5 separate regions of the Mus musculus genome follow, and regions 1, 2, 3 and 4 are each linked to region 5. A link is a contact called in public HiChIP or PLAC-seq and promoter capture Hi-C data. All regions are on one chromosome and are shown on one strand. The core of a region is the stretch at or near the end of the contact, and the rest is flanking DNA. Distances in the headings are between cores, read along the strand shown.

Evidence for each region. HiChIP or PLAC-seq counts read pairs in DNA pulled down with a chosen protein or histone mark. Capture Hi-C pulls out chosen DNA fragments and counts their contacts.
Region 1: an H3K27ac HiChIP or PLAC-seq map of large pre-B cells shows a contact between it and region 5, with 5 times the contacts expected there. The contact joins the enhancer-like site here to the promoter of Zbtb43 in region 5. A contact is called at or near these places in 3 of 115 datasets of contacts at active chromatin or transcription factors (T-cell acute lymphoblastic leukemia, large pre-B cells and stem cell-derived neural progenitor cells) and 2 of 9 other capture datasets (adipose tissue and liver).
Region 2: a contact with region 5 is called in a promoter capture Hi-C map of liver. The contact joins the promoter of Garnl3 here to the promoter of Zbtb43 in region 5. A contact is called at or near these places in 18 of 39 promoter capture datasets (the 3T3-L1 cell line, the C10 cell line, the HPC-7 cell line and 11 more), 3 of 484 Hi-C or Micro-C datasets (cardiomyocytes, muscle stem cells and uterus), 11 of 115 datasets of contacts at active chromatin or transcription factors (T-cell acute lymphoblastic leukemia, astrocytes, embryonic stem cells and 5 more) and 4 of 9 other capture datasets (adipose tissue, liver, macrophages and 1 more).
Region 3: a contact with region 5 is called in a promoter capture Hi-C map of adipose tissue. The contact joins the promoter of Mvb12b here to the promoter of Zbtb43 in region 5. A contact is called at or near these places in 1 of 39 promoter capture datasets (hippocampal neurons) and 2 of 9 other capture datasets (adipose tissue and pancreatic islet).
Region 4: a promoter capture Hi-C map of liver shows a contact between it and region 5, with 2.4 times the contacts expected there. The contact joins the promoter of Slc2a8 here to the promoter of Zbtb43 in region 5. A contact is called at or near these places in 4 of 39 promoter capture datasets (the C10 cell line, HPC-7-derived erythroid cells, erythroid cells and 1 more), 2 of 484 Hi-C or Micro-C datasets (the G1E-ER4 cell line and embryonic stem cells), 7 of 115 datasets of contacts at active chromatin or transcription factors (T-cell acute lymphoblastic leukemia, bone marrow-derived macrophages, cardiomyocytes and 2 more) and 4 of 9 other capture datasets (adipose tissue, embryonic stem cells, liver and 1 more).

What each region holds. Positions count from the first base shown.
Region 1 is chr2:33,023,866-33,026,580 of GRCm38.p6, forward strand. Garnl3 (GTPase activating RANGAP domain-like 3) reads right to left here. Exons shown (of 30, transcript NM_001355200.1): 13 at 2,215-2,323. Among named protein-coding and RNA genes, the nearest start is that of Slc2a8, 43 kb to the left of the region's middle. Within about 2 kb of position 1,371, at least 40 of the 459 cell types and tissues checked have an H3K27ac peak or open chromatin away from gene starts, as enhancers often do.
Region 2 is chr2:33,129,369-33,132,068 of GRCm38.p6, forward strand. Garnl3 (GTPase activating RANGAP domain-like 3) reads right to left here and starts at 1,251. Exons shown (of 30, transcript NM_001355200.1): 1 at 1,056-1,251. The coding sequence starts at 1,147.
Region 3 is chr2:33,886,432-33,889,240 of GRCm38.p6, forward strand. It overlaps Mvb12b (multivesicular body subunit 12B), which reads right to left and starts at 1,515. Exons shown (of 10, transcript NM_175184.4): 1 at 889-1,515. The coding sequence starts at 963.
Region 4 is chr2:32,980,649-32,983,348 of GRCm38.p6, forward strand. Slc2a8 (solute carrier family 2, (facilitated glucose transporter), member 8) reads right to left here and starts at 1,435. Exons shown (of 10, transcript NM_019488.5): 1 at 1,310-1,435; 2 at 1,073-1,235; 3 at 713-919. The coding sequence starts at 1,365.
Region 5 is chr2:33,467,215-33,469,993 of GRCm38.p6, forward strand. It overlaps Zbtb43 (zinc finger and BTB domain containing 43), which reads right to left and starts at 1,318. Exons shown (of 3, transcript NM_001025594.1): 1 at 1,219-1,318.

The sequences.
Region 1 (2,715 bases), core at 121-2,620, 440 kb before region 5:
ATTCCACCACACGGGGAAACAATGGAAATGTTTCTGCTGTACACTTTCCCTCTCCTCCTGCCTCTGGCAGACAAAACAGACCGAGCCAGTGTAGCCGCTGGCAGCTGCTGAGCAGAGGCGCCTGTGCTTGGGATGAAGCTCAACGAGCGGCTCGGGCTGTGGGTCAGTGGCAGAGCACTTTCGGGACTTGTGGGAGACCTGGCTTCCACCAGCGTTTAAGAAAAAAGGACAAATGATATGCTATGGGGCTTCAATCTCAATACAACTCTTTAAAAATAAATCAAAGAGCACAACTGCCGCACCCAATAGTGCTCCTCTGGCCTGCTCTCACATCTCACCTCCAGCCCTGCTGCTGCCTGGGGCTGAAGGCAGCAACACTCGGGTGCAGCCACTCCTGTACTCTGCGGGATGAGGTCACACCGACCACCTGCATATGTGCTCAGGCCAGTGTGCAGAATGTCTAATAGGGAGCACCCTAAAGTGTCTCTAGCTATCTAGCTACCTTGTCTTCTGGGCTTCACTCAGAGAAGCCTTCTGTCACCAGGAAAAGGGGAATATTAGTGCCACAGCCCAATAAATGGGGGACATTATGCTGTAAGTAGGAGGAGCCAAGGAGGGTGTGTCTTCACCTTAATTATAACCCCTACCCTTGTGGGAGAAATTTGGCCATTTCAACTTTTAAAAACCTCCTTGTGAGCTCTGTTGTCTGACTTGAGACAAGTCAGTTTTATTGGCAGGCACCTGATGCGCAGTGGTCTGTCCCCCGGTGTTTTTCCCGGGGTCTCTGGGAACAGGAGTAATGAGACTCAACTTCATTCTGAGAATGCCCACTAGATGTCCTTTCCTTACTGTGGCCAACCTTCTGAGCCGCTGCCTTGAGATTGGCTCTCCTGGCCTGTAACCATGGTAAGTGGGCCGTGACTGAGGTCTGGCAGATAGGACGAACACATGCCCTGGGGTTGTCTGGCTGAGCAATGTTGAGAGGGCCAGCCCCACCACGGGCATCTACAGACAGTGAGCTGGGCAGGGTTAGGCGATGTGCGTAACATTGTTAATGTTACCATGCCGCAGCATACTTCAACTTAGCAGGTAGTATCAGGCTTAGAATAATTTCTCACAGTGAACTCCTGCCTCAGCCTCTCGGGTGCTGTAATTACAGGTGTCAGTCTGCATGCCCAGATACACACACACACACACACACACACACACACACACACAGGCCCAGGCCTTCAGTGTGTTGGAACTACAGGCATGCGGCAACAGATTTTATAGTTGACGTCACTTCCCAGAGGGGTCACTACTTATCCTTCACAATTGTTCATTACCAGTTCATAATAGGAAGCTTGCCTCACTTCACAGACTTCCTGAGGAAAGAGGAGGCATTCTGAAAGTCAATGTGGGTGTGGTCGCATGCTCCTGTAACCCTAGCACCCAGAGGTCTGAGGCAGCAGGCCGGAAGTGAGCTGGGAAACACTGTCTTCTGACCTGCAAACTCACAGCCAGTGCCTACCTGTACTGGCCTAGGCCCATCAACATCCCACTGTGGATGGGGAGGGGCTCCTGAGGCCCTGCCCCTCCCTGAAGAGCTATAGGCAGTTAATGGCTGCTGGGGTACAAAGAGCCATTTTCGGGCTGGAGAGATGGCTCAGTGGATGACTGCTCTTCCAGAGGTCCTAAGTTCATTTCCCAGCAACCACATGGTGGCTCACAGCCATCTGTAATGGGATCTGATGCCCTCTTCTGGTGTGTCTGAATACAGCTTCAGTGAACTCACATACATAAATAATTTAAAAAAAAGTCATTTTCTCAGTGGTGTAGCTACTGATGAGCTGCTCTCACTCAAATAAATGACCATCTGCGTAGGCTTTAACTGCATCCCTGGTTAGACACAGGTGGGACACACCCAGGTGAGAAAGCAGAGGGGCCTTGTTAGGAAGAAGGGGTGGTCAGAAGAGGGGAAGGATGGGAGGGTAGTGGAGGGTGTGGTGAAGGGATCTTGTGTGTGTATAAATTGAGAAACACAATGAAACAGTCCCCGAGGACTCCTCCCCGCTGCCTCAGAGGCGGGCAAGAAAGAAACACGCAGCACTTGGGCACACTGCCCGGTGGCGGGTGTCAGACTAGCCGCTCAGGTGGGTGTCACGCTGCCTATTACATGTCCTGGGAGGCCCCAGGAGGCTGGTGGGCAGGAGCATTTATGAAGACCCAGGATACGTGTAAAATGGGAGCGGATCATGGAAGGCTTAAAGGCGGGAGAGGACTCCTCTCCTTCCTGGAACACGATGGTGACAATATCGTTTCCAATGTGGCGCTTCCTTTCCACCTGTGAGGAGGAGAAATGACATGGTGAGAAGAGCTGCTCTGACAAGGGTCACTCAGTTAAGACACTGTAGCAAACCACCACAGCCACTGCACAGCCGGACGTCATGTGGCCTTGACAAGCCACCGGGCTCCTCTCCCAGTGCAAACCTCCTCACCAGCTTGAAGGACAACGTTCCCTCCACCCGTTGCTTCCTTATACCCTGACCTGTTCTGGGACCCATAGGAGCTCAGGAAGCAGTCACGAGGGTGTCTGAGGGAGAGACATGCACATGGGCTTCAAACAGTCTACCCCAGTGCTCCTCCACTGACCTACACCTCTGACTCTCCTCTGCTCATTTGAATGTTCATACTTAGTGCCAAGATGGCTCTATCTAATTTGACCCTAGTTGTCTT
Region 2 (2,700 bases), core at 1-2,500, 340 kb before region 5:
GGAAGAGGCTAGGGCAGCGGCTAGAGCAGCCTTGATATCTGTCCTTACCACACAGCATCAGAACTGCTGGAGCAGTGTGTCAAGGACTGAGTCTGAGAAAGGCCAATTAAGGGCATCACACCTTCCTTTAAGGATCTTGGCTGGTTTGCTTTGTGCCTTAGCAAATGAACTCTCTTTTCCACCTCAGTGGAGGTTAGAGTCCTACATCTTTTTTCTCTTCCTCGTCCCTACCCATGCTATGGCAATTAAAAACTCAGGGGTGCAGGCAGCAGTAGGCTAGGAGGAAGGGGGTTGGCTTCAGGATACCCTCCCTAAGGCCATTATTACAGAATACTGATGAAAATCTGGCCCAGATGGTGGTGCTGGAGTCATTCTGAAAGGAATGAGTCCACCTGGAAGCAGGACCCATTTCAAGTTACAAGGAATTCCTTGGAGGTGGGAGTAAGCCGGGGATAGGCATGGGCAAGAGCCGCAAAGGGAAGGGCGTGTCCGGCAGCAGCCAAGCTTCACCTACGGCCAGGCTGGTTCCTCAGGAGGGCGCCAGTTAAGGAAGGTAAGTCCGGGAGGGGCACGGACAACCTGGGAAAGAGAAAGGACCTAGGAACTATGCAGGGTGCCCCCCACCCCAACCACAGATGGGCGGGGCCATAGGCAGCAGGTGGCCAGGCACTTGGGGTGCGAGGATGGATTATAGAAAGCAAGAGAAGCCTAAAGGGTGTCCTTTTGGGGGCTTAGGGGTTCCGACCTTGTCCTTGAGCATTTAGAAGCAGGCAGGTCGCGTTCTCCACAGCCCAAGACCTCCCTGAGCCGTAGTGTGCAGGGCCTGTCACAGGGCCGAGGCTTCGGACGTCCACATCATCTGCCGGCCGGACACAGGTCTCTAGCCCTCCCGCTGGGCACTCCCTCAGCGTGGCCCGGCCGCTCTACTGGGCTCTGCGCCGACTCCCTCCCACGCCGCGGCCTCGCCACACTCTGTCCCCTCACACCGCCAACCCCCACGTGGCCTACTCCCCTCTCCCACCCCTAGAGGCTGCACCCCTCCGGGGCAACGGTACCTGGGACTCTCAAAGCTGCACCCCCTGCGCCGCAGCGCCGCCCTCTTCTGCCGCAGGAGCGCAGCGGCAGCCCCGCCGGGTTCCTGCTCCATCGCCCCGGGCGGGGGCCGACGGCTCGGGCACACTCGGGTGGGCTCGGGCCTCGGCGGTGTTCGGCCGGACGCTCAGCTAGCGCGCCGCAGCCCACGCCCCGCCCCGCACCCCTCACCGGACCCAAGCCCCGCCTCTGTCCCGCCCCAAACTCCAGCCCAGCCTGGGACCTCAGGCCCCGCCCCGAACTCCAGCCTAACCACGCCCTCAGACTATTCGCGGGGTCCAAGCCCCGCCCCTACTCTAATCAGGTCCCTTGAACACGCCTGAGGCTTTAGGCCCCGCCCCTACTCTAACGGCCTAACCACGCCTCTGGCTTTAGGCCTCACCTCTGCCCCGCCCCCATTCTAGCAGGTACGCCTCTTCCGAACCTCTGGCTTTAAGCCCTGCCCCTAGCCTAGCGAAGTTTGCCTCATCTCTCCGGAGCTAGTCTCCGGAACCTCCCTGATCTCCTACCGAATCCACTCCCTTTGGTCCTTTTTGAGGCCTTGGCCCTCCCCCTGCCTCGCCCCTAATCTAGAAGATCCTCCCTCACCACTCAGCTGGGTTTAGGCCCCGCCCCCTCACCGCCCCAACCCAGTCTATTTGAATTAGGTTCAGGTCCCGCCCCTGTCCGCCTTTGCCCCGCCCCAATCACGCAGATCTCCTCTCAGCTCTGCTCAGGCTCCACCCGTGCCCCGCCCCAAGTACCAAGCCTTACCTATCAGTGGGCTCAGGCCCCACCCCAAACCCTTATCCAGTCAGTCCCTTTGCCCTTCAGCTTTGCCAAGGGCCCGCCCCATCTCTTAGCCAAACCCACCTCACTCCCTAGTCTGGGCACAGGCCACGCCCCGAGCTAACGATCTCCGTTTCTCCGGCCCTTCTCAGACCAGTGCAGGCCCCACCCTGCCTCTACACCAGCTCCAGCCACGCCCCTCCTGAACTGGCCTCACCAAGATCTTCTACCCGCGCTCCCTCCGTTCTTCTGTGTAGCGCACGCAGGCTCCCAATGCCCACTGGATCCTCAACTTCGTCGGGTCCACGGCCCATCACTCCCGCTCCTTACCATTCCCACAGATCTAGGCCCTTCCCACCTACCCCTCCAGCACAGAGCGCTCTATCGGCCCGCCGCTCCACAGCTCCGATTGCTGGATTCTCTGCTGACCCTCCTCACCTCAGCACCTCTTGGTCCTTTCTATCGTAGCACCGCCTTCTTTTGGGGGCCGCCTTTCTCCACATCCCGCCCACAGGCATGGCCCCCAACCCCGGAGCTCCGCCTCTTTTCTCTTGAAGCTGAGGTCTGTACTTAGAGCAATTTTGTTCTCTCGTCCCTTGGCTATTCCACCCCAAGAGCCCTCTAGCTTCCCCGCCTACAAGTCCCGCCTATCTAGCCCCGCCCATGTCGCCTCTTTCTCACTTCAGGAGTGCCTGGATGGTGCGGGTCTTCCTGCCTGAACTGGGGTCCACCATGAGGTTTGCGCTACCTCAGGATCTAACCAGTCAGCAAAAGGAGGTACTACTGTCTCCTGGTGGCTGTTTGTGGTCTGACACAGTGAGGCTGAGGGGAGCTTTGGTT
Region 3 (2,809 bases), core at 265-2,764, 420 kb after region 5:
CTATAGGGCTTATCTTCTAACTTTCCCAAGGCAGCTGATAAGATTCGCCAGCCCTGTTAAAGGGAGATAGGATCCAACCAGCTGTCGGGAAACATAGGCGATTACCCCAACAAGGCATCACCAGAGACAAAGGCCCTGAAAGAGGAGCCTTGCCTGCTGTCTGCCAATGTGGCTGAAATCCAGGCGCTCTGGGTCTCCCGTGGGGGCAGGGAGTAGGGGCTATGGCCATTTGCCTTGGGCCTGCCTTGTCTTGCTGAACAGGTCGTTGGGGTCAGGGGACAGAAGAAACAGGCTGATAATTTAGGGACAGCTGTGTGCTAAAGACAAAGAAAACAAAGATGCTCCTGGCTCTACCTTATTCACTGTGTCTGTCTCTGAGGATGTGGTCCCTGGTGCGGTGCTAATCAGTCCCTTGGGCTTCACTTGCCCTGGCTGGAGTCATTGCAAGGGGAGGCTAATCAACATGCCCACCACGCTTCCTGGATGGCTGGTCACCTTGCAGACAGGTGCCCTACAGTTCGGGTGCCCCCAGGTAATGATGTCTGAGGGTCAGGTGCGCGCTCATCCGCACCCACGTGACAGCTGAGAGCCGGACCCCAGGCCAGGCGAGTCAAGGGAACTGTCCCCAGCGTGTGCCCCGGTGGAGATCGTCGCCCCTCACCTGGCTCCACCCTCGGAGCGCTGCTGCGACTCGAGTCCCCAGCTCGCTCCCGCCGCAAGGCCGAGCCGGAGCCCCCCGAGAGCCTGCGGCACCGCGCCGGGCGGAGGCCGCCCTCACGGGGCCTGTCCCCACGCGGGGCTGGGCGAGCCGCCCGCAGGCCTGGGCCCGGCCGGCTCCTCCCGTGCCCGCCCGTCCCCGCCCGTCTTCCCGCGCGGGCCTCACTTAACTGTTCCCCGCTGGGGCGGCGGCGGCTGCGGCGGCGGCGGGTCCCGGCTCCGTCTGACGCAGAAGCAGCTTCTCATCGCCCGGGCGGCGCGGGAGGAGCCGGGCCCGGGGCCCAGGCGGCTGCAGCCGGCGCCGCAGCTCGAGCGCAGCCTCCCCGGGAGCGGCGGCGGCGAGGGGCGGGGCGCGGCCTGGCGGCGGCAGCGACGGCGGCGGCGGCAGCAGCGGCTCGGGCCGGGGCCGGGGCGGGAGGGGCGTGCAGCCTGCGGCGGAGCCCGGGAGCGCACCGCCCTGTGGCCCCCGGTGCCCTCGGTCCCCGCCCCCAGTCGGCCTCCGCTCGGCTCTGCTAGGCCTCGCCGTCCCCCTCGTCCACCGCTCAGCCCAGCTGTAGGTCCCTGCAAGACGCTCTGACACCCAGGCCTGCAGGCCCGGAGTGGCCCTTTGCAGAGACGCCTTCCCACCTGTCCCTTGTAGGCTTGACTGCACCCCGGGGCGATCCCCTCTGCTCTGCCCACAATCCGGCTAACCTAATGCGGTGCAGCCGGGCCTCAGACTGACCCCACTCTCAGAGCAGGTCTCAGCTTGCCCCTCTTGCTGGGCAAATGATTTACCCACAGAGGCCTGGGGGCAAGCCTTGAGGAGGGATCTAGTGTAGCATGCCTGCCCTTGCAGTGCCTGGGGAAAGGTACAGAAGTCAGGAAGAAATGGAGCAGGACCCTCAGGCTGTAAGAAAAGGAGGCATCAGCAGCCTTTGATCCCTGAACCACCTGCCCCTACACAGCCAGGCCTGCAGGCCCTGGAGGGGACATGTGCTAAACGGGATATTTAAAACAGAGGATCACACGGTAGCCGGCTTGGATTTGCTCAGGCATCGGGACTCATAGTCACACATCCTGTGCTTTTCCAAAATAGTCAGCTCCTGAAGCAAATGGTGCCAAGCAGGCTGTCAAGGAAAAGATCCCGTGGGGACAATTCTCAAATGTGTGCATACAATCCAGGTACTTGTGTCACTCAGAAACACCACTGATCCAAATGGGTTTATAACAAGTCCAAACGCACCATAAGGAAACAGACAATCTGTGTTCTTAACTGGTACAGAGCCCAGCACAGTGGTGCTCCATTTAATTCCAGCCCTTGGGATGCAGAGGCAGGCAGATCTCTGTGAGTTCAACACCAACCTGGTCTACATAGTGAGTTGCCCGAAAGCCACAGAGGATTTGAAAAGAGACCTTGTCTCCAACAAAAACTTGCTACAGGCAAAAGAAAAAAAAAACATATTTCCAGGTTTATCATAACCCTGATATCAAGATCTAACAGAGATAACACCACCAAGAACTCAAGTGCAGAGTTCCAATCCCTAGAGACCTGAATATATGTGATTTTATGAAGAATGCTTGCTGTCTAACAAAGTAAGTGTTGTGTGACACCCATCTGTCCACCTTTGGGAGACTCTATGGACACTTCTGGGAAGTCCCATAGTAAGACAAGACAAACAAAAGCCTGGTTCATTTGTTTAGGCAGCCATTTCCCAGAATCATCTGGGCCAAGAAAACCGCTCTCCCCAAAGCCTACCCGTTAACTACCCATGATGAGAATCAACACCATATCTGACTGTACTGGTTGGTTTGTGTGTCAACTCGACACGGCTGGAGTTATCACAGAGAAAGGAGCTTCAGTTGGGGAAATGCCTCCATGAGATCCAGCTGTGGGGCATTTTCTCAATTAGTGATTAAGGGGGAAGGGCCCATTGTGGGTGGTGCCATCTCTGGGCTGGTAGTTCTGGGTTCTACAAGAAAGCAAGCTGAGCAAGCCAGGAGAAGCAAGCCAGCAAGGAACATCCCTCCATGGCCTCTGCATCTGCTTCCTGACCTGTTTGAGTTCCAGTCCTGGCTTCCTTTGGTGATGAACAGCAATGCGGAAGTGTAA
Region 4 (2,700 bases), core at 185-2,684, 490 kb before region 5:
TGCACAGATGTGAGTTAGAACGAAAGACTTCTCCCTTGCTGTCTGATGTGTCCTTGTTCAGCCCAGTCCTAACAGGGGTGCCATCACTTCTAATCTCAGGAGTCACTAGACATTATCCATACATACTTCTAGATTATCCTATACTTTATGCTCTAGTAAAAACAAACAAACACAAAACAAAAACAACCCACAGGTCCCCAGTCTCCCTTTCCTCTAGCTCCTTCACGCCTCCAACAGATGAAGAGGATAAGCAGGAGGCCATGGAAGTGAAGGAGGGATGGGTGGTCATCCAAGTGTGTAGCCACAGGTTGCTGGTGACCCTCAGTTGCTAGGGTCTAAATCTTTTCAGACACTATCCCGGGCCAGCAGTTTCCTGTGCAAAGGCCGAAACCACCTCGGGACTAGGCCTTACTTTACAGGGGGGCACTGAGGCTGGGAGAGAAGCCTGTGTCCAGGTAAGTGGTCCAGGTGTGTGGGCTGCAAGGTATATGTAGCCTTCACTGCAAGCAGTGAAGGGAGCCTGCAGCCTATCCTAGGGACAAACCAGAGTAGAACTGCCCAGTTAACAAGAAAATAGGGGCATTCCCGTTATCGCTGCCTAGCATACAGTGACACCACCATAGTAGAGTAAAAGATCAGTAAGGAACTGCCTCGCTGCTGACCGGCTGCCCCCTGCCTGGCAAAGGTCATCTAGGAGGCTCAAACCACTCACCGGTGCCACTAGTGAGGCGACTCCGCAGGCAAGGCCGGTGAGGAGGCGGCCTCCGAGCAGCATCCACACATCCCGGGCCGCGGTGATGACAGCAAAGCCAGTCACGAAGGGCACGGTGCAGAGCAAGAGGCTCAGCTTGCGCCCTGCACGGTCCAGGAGCCAGCCGCCCAGTATGCCCCCTGCAGCAGCGCCCAGGGTCACGACGGCCTGGGGACCCGGGACGGGCTGAAGAGGAGGCCACCAGGGGCCATGGCCCACGATCCTTCCACCCCACGCCCCCTAGTCTCAGAGGAAAGAGAATGAGGAGGATCCTGGGGTGCGGCAGAGAGTGGGGGACCCAGGACTCCCCAGAGGGCTCACCCCGAACCAGGAGGCCGCATTGTCTCCGAGGCGCAGGGCCGGGGGTGCGGTGCGCCGCAGGCTGGGGATGGCGGGGGAGCTGTAGCCGAGCGCGAAGCCGAAGCTGAGGGGTCCCAGAGCGGCGGCGAAGGAAGCGAGGAAGACCCGGCGGCCGCGGGGAGTCCTACGGGTACAAGGCGGGGCGTGAGCGGTGTCGCCGGGCGTGAGAGAGTGACCGCGGCCCCTGGGAGTCCTCACCTGGCTTCCGGTGGCCGCAATAGCGGCTGCGTCTCCTGGGGGTCCTCGGGAGACATGTCAGCAGGACCTGACCCGCGAACTGTCGCCGCTCGGGCGAGCGCGGCCTCCGCTGCAGGAGTGACCAATGGGATGCTAGAACCCGGCCCCCAACCAGAGCTGGCCAATGGAAGTACAGAGCCGGTTGCAAAGCTCAATGGAGCTGAACTACGCCAGCGACCCAAGTAAAGGTTTGCAGGGAGCTGTGTCCGGGACCCAGGCACGACTGTCCAATTGGAGTGTGGTGTGAGTCTGAAGGCGTGGCCCATCAGGTCTGAGCTTGCCAATGAGAATGGAAAGATTGTTTGGGTGTTTTGTTTTTGTTTTTCCCTCTAATCATCTATTGGGGGCTGGAGGGAGTGGGGGGGGGGGGGATGGACAGAGGTGACAGTGTGCCTGTGCACGTTCGAAGTAAACTTCCCTGAGTTTGTTTTCCTTCCACCAAGTGGATCCTCCGGATCGAACGGAGGTCGTCAAGCTTGAGGGCAAACACCTTACAAGCAGAGTCATCTCGCTGCCCCTATTTTGGTGGTTTCTTTTGCTTTTATTTAAACTTTATTTGTATGAGTGTTGTTTACATGTTCACGTGTGTGTGTGTGTGTGTGTGTGTGTGTCCCATGCATTCCTGGTGCTTGTAGAATTCAGAAAGCATCATCAGATCCTACGGAACTGGAGTTAGAGATTGTTGTGAGCCATGTGTGTGCATGCTTGAGCCCTCTGCTGGAACAAGTGTTCGTAAGCATTGAGCCATCCTTTATATTTTTACTTTTATTTTATTTTAATTTTTATATGGAATTGTCTCTAAATCTAGCCTCCACTAATGAGGGTAGTAGTGGGTCAGCGATGGATCACACTGGCTCCCGAAAGACTTCCCACCCTTACTACCCACAGTTCCCTGGAATAGGCTCCTCCCCAACTTTGACTTCTGCTTCAGAGAGCGTCAGGGTGAAAAGGCTCCAAGAAAACTCTCTTGGGCCACCTGTTCCTATCCTTGGACTTTCTGACATTGACCTGGTGCTTCTGGTAGCAGCTCACCTTCATCATGAGTGCTACAAATGTCTAGAATTCTGAGATGATGAGGACCCTGTCAGGCAAGGTCCCCCATTCCAGAAGTGGGACAGAGTGGAACTTAGTGATTCCCTTGTTCCCTGGTTACCCCACGATCATGGTAATTATCTCTATTGTCCTCCCGCCCCGAGTCTCCCTGTGATTGTGTGCCTCTACTGCTCTGCTTAATCGCTACCTTTGTGGCAGCTTCATCCGTACAGATGTAGAAAGAACCAGTGAGAGGCACCTAGTCCCTCTCTGTGCCTGGGTGTCTTCATCTCTAGAGGGCTGTGAGCAGGCTAAGCCTT
Region 5 (2,779 bases), core at 68-2,567:
TCTTTCCATCTCTTAAAACTCTGTATCCACTGAGGCAGCCTACTTGACTCAGGCACTTGATAAAATATGTTTCATCTCCTGTCTATTCCAGATACACTCCACTCCAAAAGTTTCAGTGTTCCTCCCTATGGTGTCTCTGTCTCAGACAATACTTTGGAAACAAGCAGGGAATGGATTCCTATTAGGTTTCTAAGTTCTTCAGTAAACTGCTCCTAGAACTCTGCTACTGTGCTAAGTTAAGGGTCTCAGAGGCAGATGGAAGTCTAGTCCTTCCTAAGCCTGTAGATGCTGGCCTGGTTAAACAGAGCAGCTCCAAACAGCCCTGGAGGCCACCCAGGGTTTCTGGAAAGAGCAAAGAGTTGTGGAGACCTGCGCAAACCACTGCCTAGATCCTGAGATGGGCCTTCACCGTGAAAGCAGTAGCTCCTGACACTTTATTAGGTTTGGTGACACTTGTCAGAACTGAGACCAGACTGTGATCGGGCCACTGGTAATGGTGCCCGGCCAGGGGAGTTTTACAGGGTCATGAGTCACCTTCCATGGCTCAGAGGTCCAGGCAAGGCCCGCCCTGCCTAAACAAACTCAGTTGGGAAGGAGAGAACAAGAACACAACATTGGCAGAGAGAGAGAGAGAGAGAGAGAGAGAGAGAGAGAGAGAGAGACAGACACACACACACACACACAGAGAGACAGACAGACAAATGACCAAGAAGTCAGTGTGACTTTCGGGCCCTGAACCAGAGGGCGGCCCGAGGGGGCAGAAGCAGAGTCAAAAAACACTGAGGCAAGGGAGGAGACAGAGGTAAAGACAAAGTCCAAAGGTTGTCACCACCAAAGATGCAAAGTATAAACTCCAGCTGACAAGAGGCCAGGTGAGGACAAAACAGGTGACAACGGTCTGACAAAGAGGCGAAACTCAGGGCAGCGAGGTTCTCCTTCGCGGCGTCGGTTCGTGCGTGGGTGGCTCGACCCGGAGGTCGCCCCGGGGGCGGATTCTCCAAGAGCTCCAGGCGGCGGTGCACCTGCCGCGGGGTGACCTTGGCCAAGAGGTCGCCCGGGAGGCCGCAGGACTCTAAGCCGGGGCGCCGGGGCTTCGGAGTCACTCGCGCCGTCCCGCATCACCGCCGTCGGAGGGAGAGCAGTGTCCCGTGTCGCGGCCACTCGTGACCCCGACCGCGACCTCCCGCGCGAGCGCCCAGCCTCCCCGCCCCGCAGTACCTTCAGACGGCTCCGCGCCCGTAGCTCCAGCCTACCGGAGCGTCCCCGTTGCCGTACCAAGGCCTTATTCTCCGCCGCCACCGCGGGGACAACTTCCGCCCGAGCCTCTCGTCCCTCGGATACGCTTTCTGATCCCGCCCTCGAAATTGCCAGTGCTTCCGGAGGCGTGTCGTCGACGCTGGGATGTGCGCATGCTCCAGGCGTGCTTTCGGGGCGGGTCTTCAGGAGAGCACGCGCAGGGTACTGGCGTCTGCGCAATGGTCTCGAAGAGTGAGATAATTTCGAGTTCGTAGCTCTGGAAGCCTTAGTGGAAGACTGACTCTTGCAATTTATACGCTCACCCCACCACCACCACCACCACCAAAAAAAAAAAAAAAAAAAAAAAGTAATAACATTTCAAGATGGCTTTAAGTTGGACTTAAATCCACTCGTACCTGCACCTGCTGAGTATCAGGATTGCAAGGATGTGTTCCCCATAGTTGGTGTAGGGTGGATACACAAGCTGGACCCGACACACATTTGTGTCTTAGGTCAGTTTCCCAGGTGTGCGCCTACTTCTTTTTTGTTTTTTTGTTTGTTTTGTTTTGTTTTCTTTCTCTCTCTCTCTCTTTTTTTTTTTTTTTTTGGTTTTTTCGAGACAGGGTTTCTCTGTATAGCTCTGGCTGTCCTGGAGCTCACTTTGTAGACCAGGCTGGCCTTGAACTCAGAAATCCGCCTGCCTCTGCCTCTGCCTCTGCCTCTGCCTCTGCCTCCCAAGTACTGGGATTAAAGGCTTGCGCCACCACCGCCCAGCTTGCACGCCTACTTCTTGGTTGGGCTCTGGAACTCAGCCGTATTTAGAGAGGAGGTTGGGACTCCCCGAGAGAATTATTCAAAGAAATTCTGGGAGGGCTGGAAAAATGGCTCAATAGTTAAGACTACTCATTTCTCTTCCAGGGGACCTGTGTTCAATTTCAAGCACCCAACTGGTGGCACACAGCCTCCCTAACTCCAGTTCCAGGTTATCTGTCTCCCTCTTCCGGCCTCCACTGACACCAGGCAGGCAAACAGTACCCAGACTTGTGTGCAGGCAAAACACACATACACATTAAAAAAAAAAATTTTTTTTTAGAAGTTCGGGGAAACAAAACGAAAGAAAACAAATACTGAAGCACAGAACTGGGAACAGGTGCGGAACATCTTGCTAGGGGAAAAAACGTGGGGATTAAGGGAATGGCTCAGTTGGTAAATCCTTTACAAAGCATTGCAACTTAAGGACCTGAATTCACTCCCAGAACCATATAAAAATAGCAGGTGTGGTGGCAGGATTTTAACGCCAGTGCTGTGGAGGCAGGGATCAGTGAGTTTCAGAATAACAGAGAACCTGCCTAAAAGGAGTGGCTGGCACTAGGGGTTTTCCTTTGACCAGCACAACCACATCTGCATGAACACACATACAAATACACATGCATATAAAAAAGAAAAAATTGGGGCTGGGGTTGGGGTCGGAGAGATGCCTCAGAGGTTAAGAGCACTGGCTGTTCTTCCAGAGGTCCTGAGTTCATTTCCCAGAACCCACATG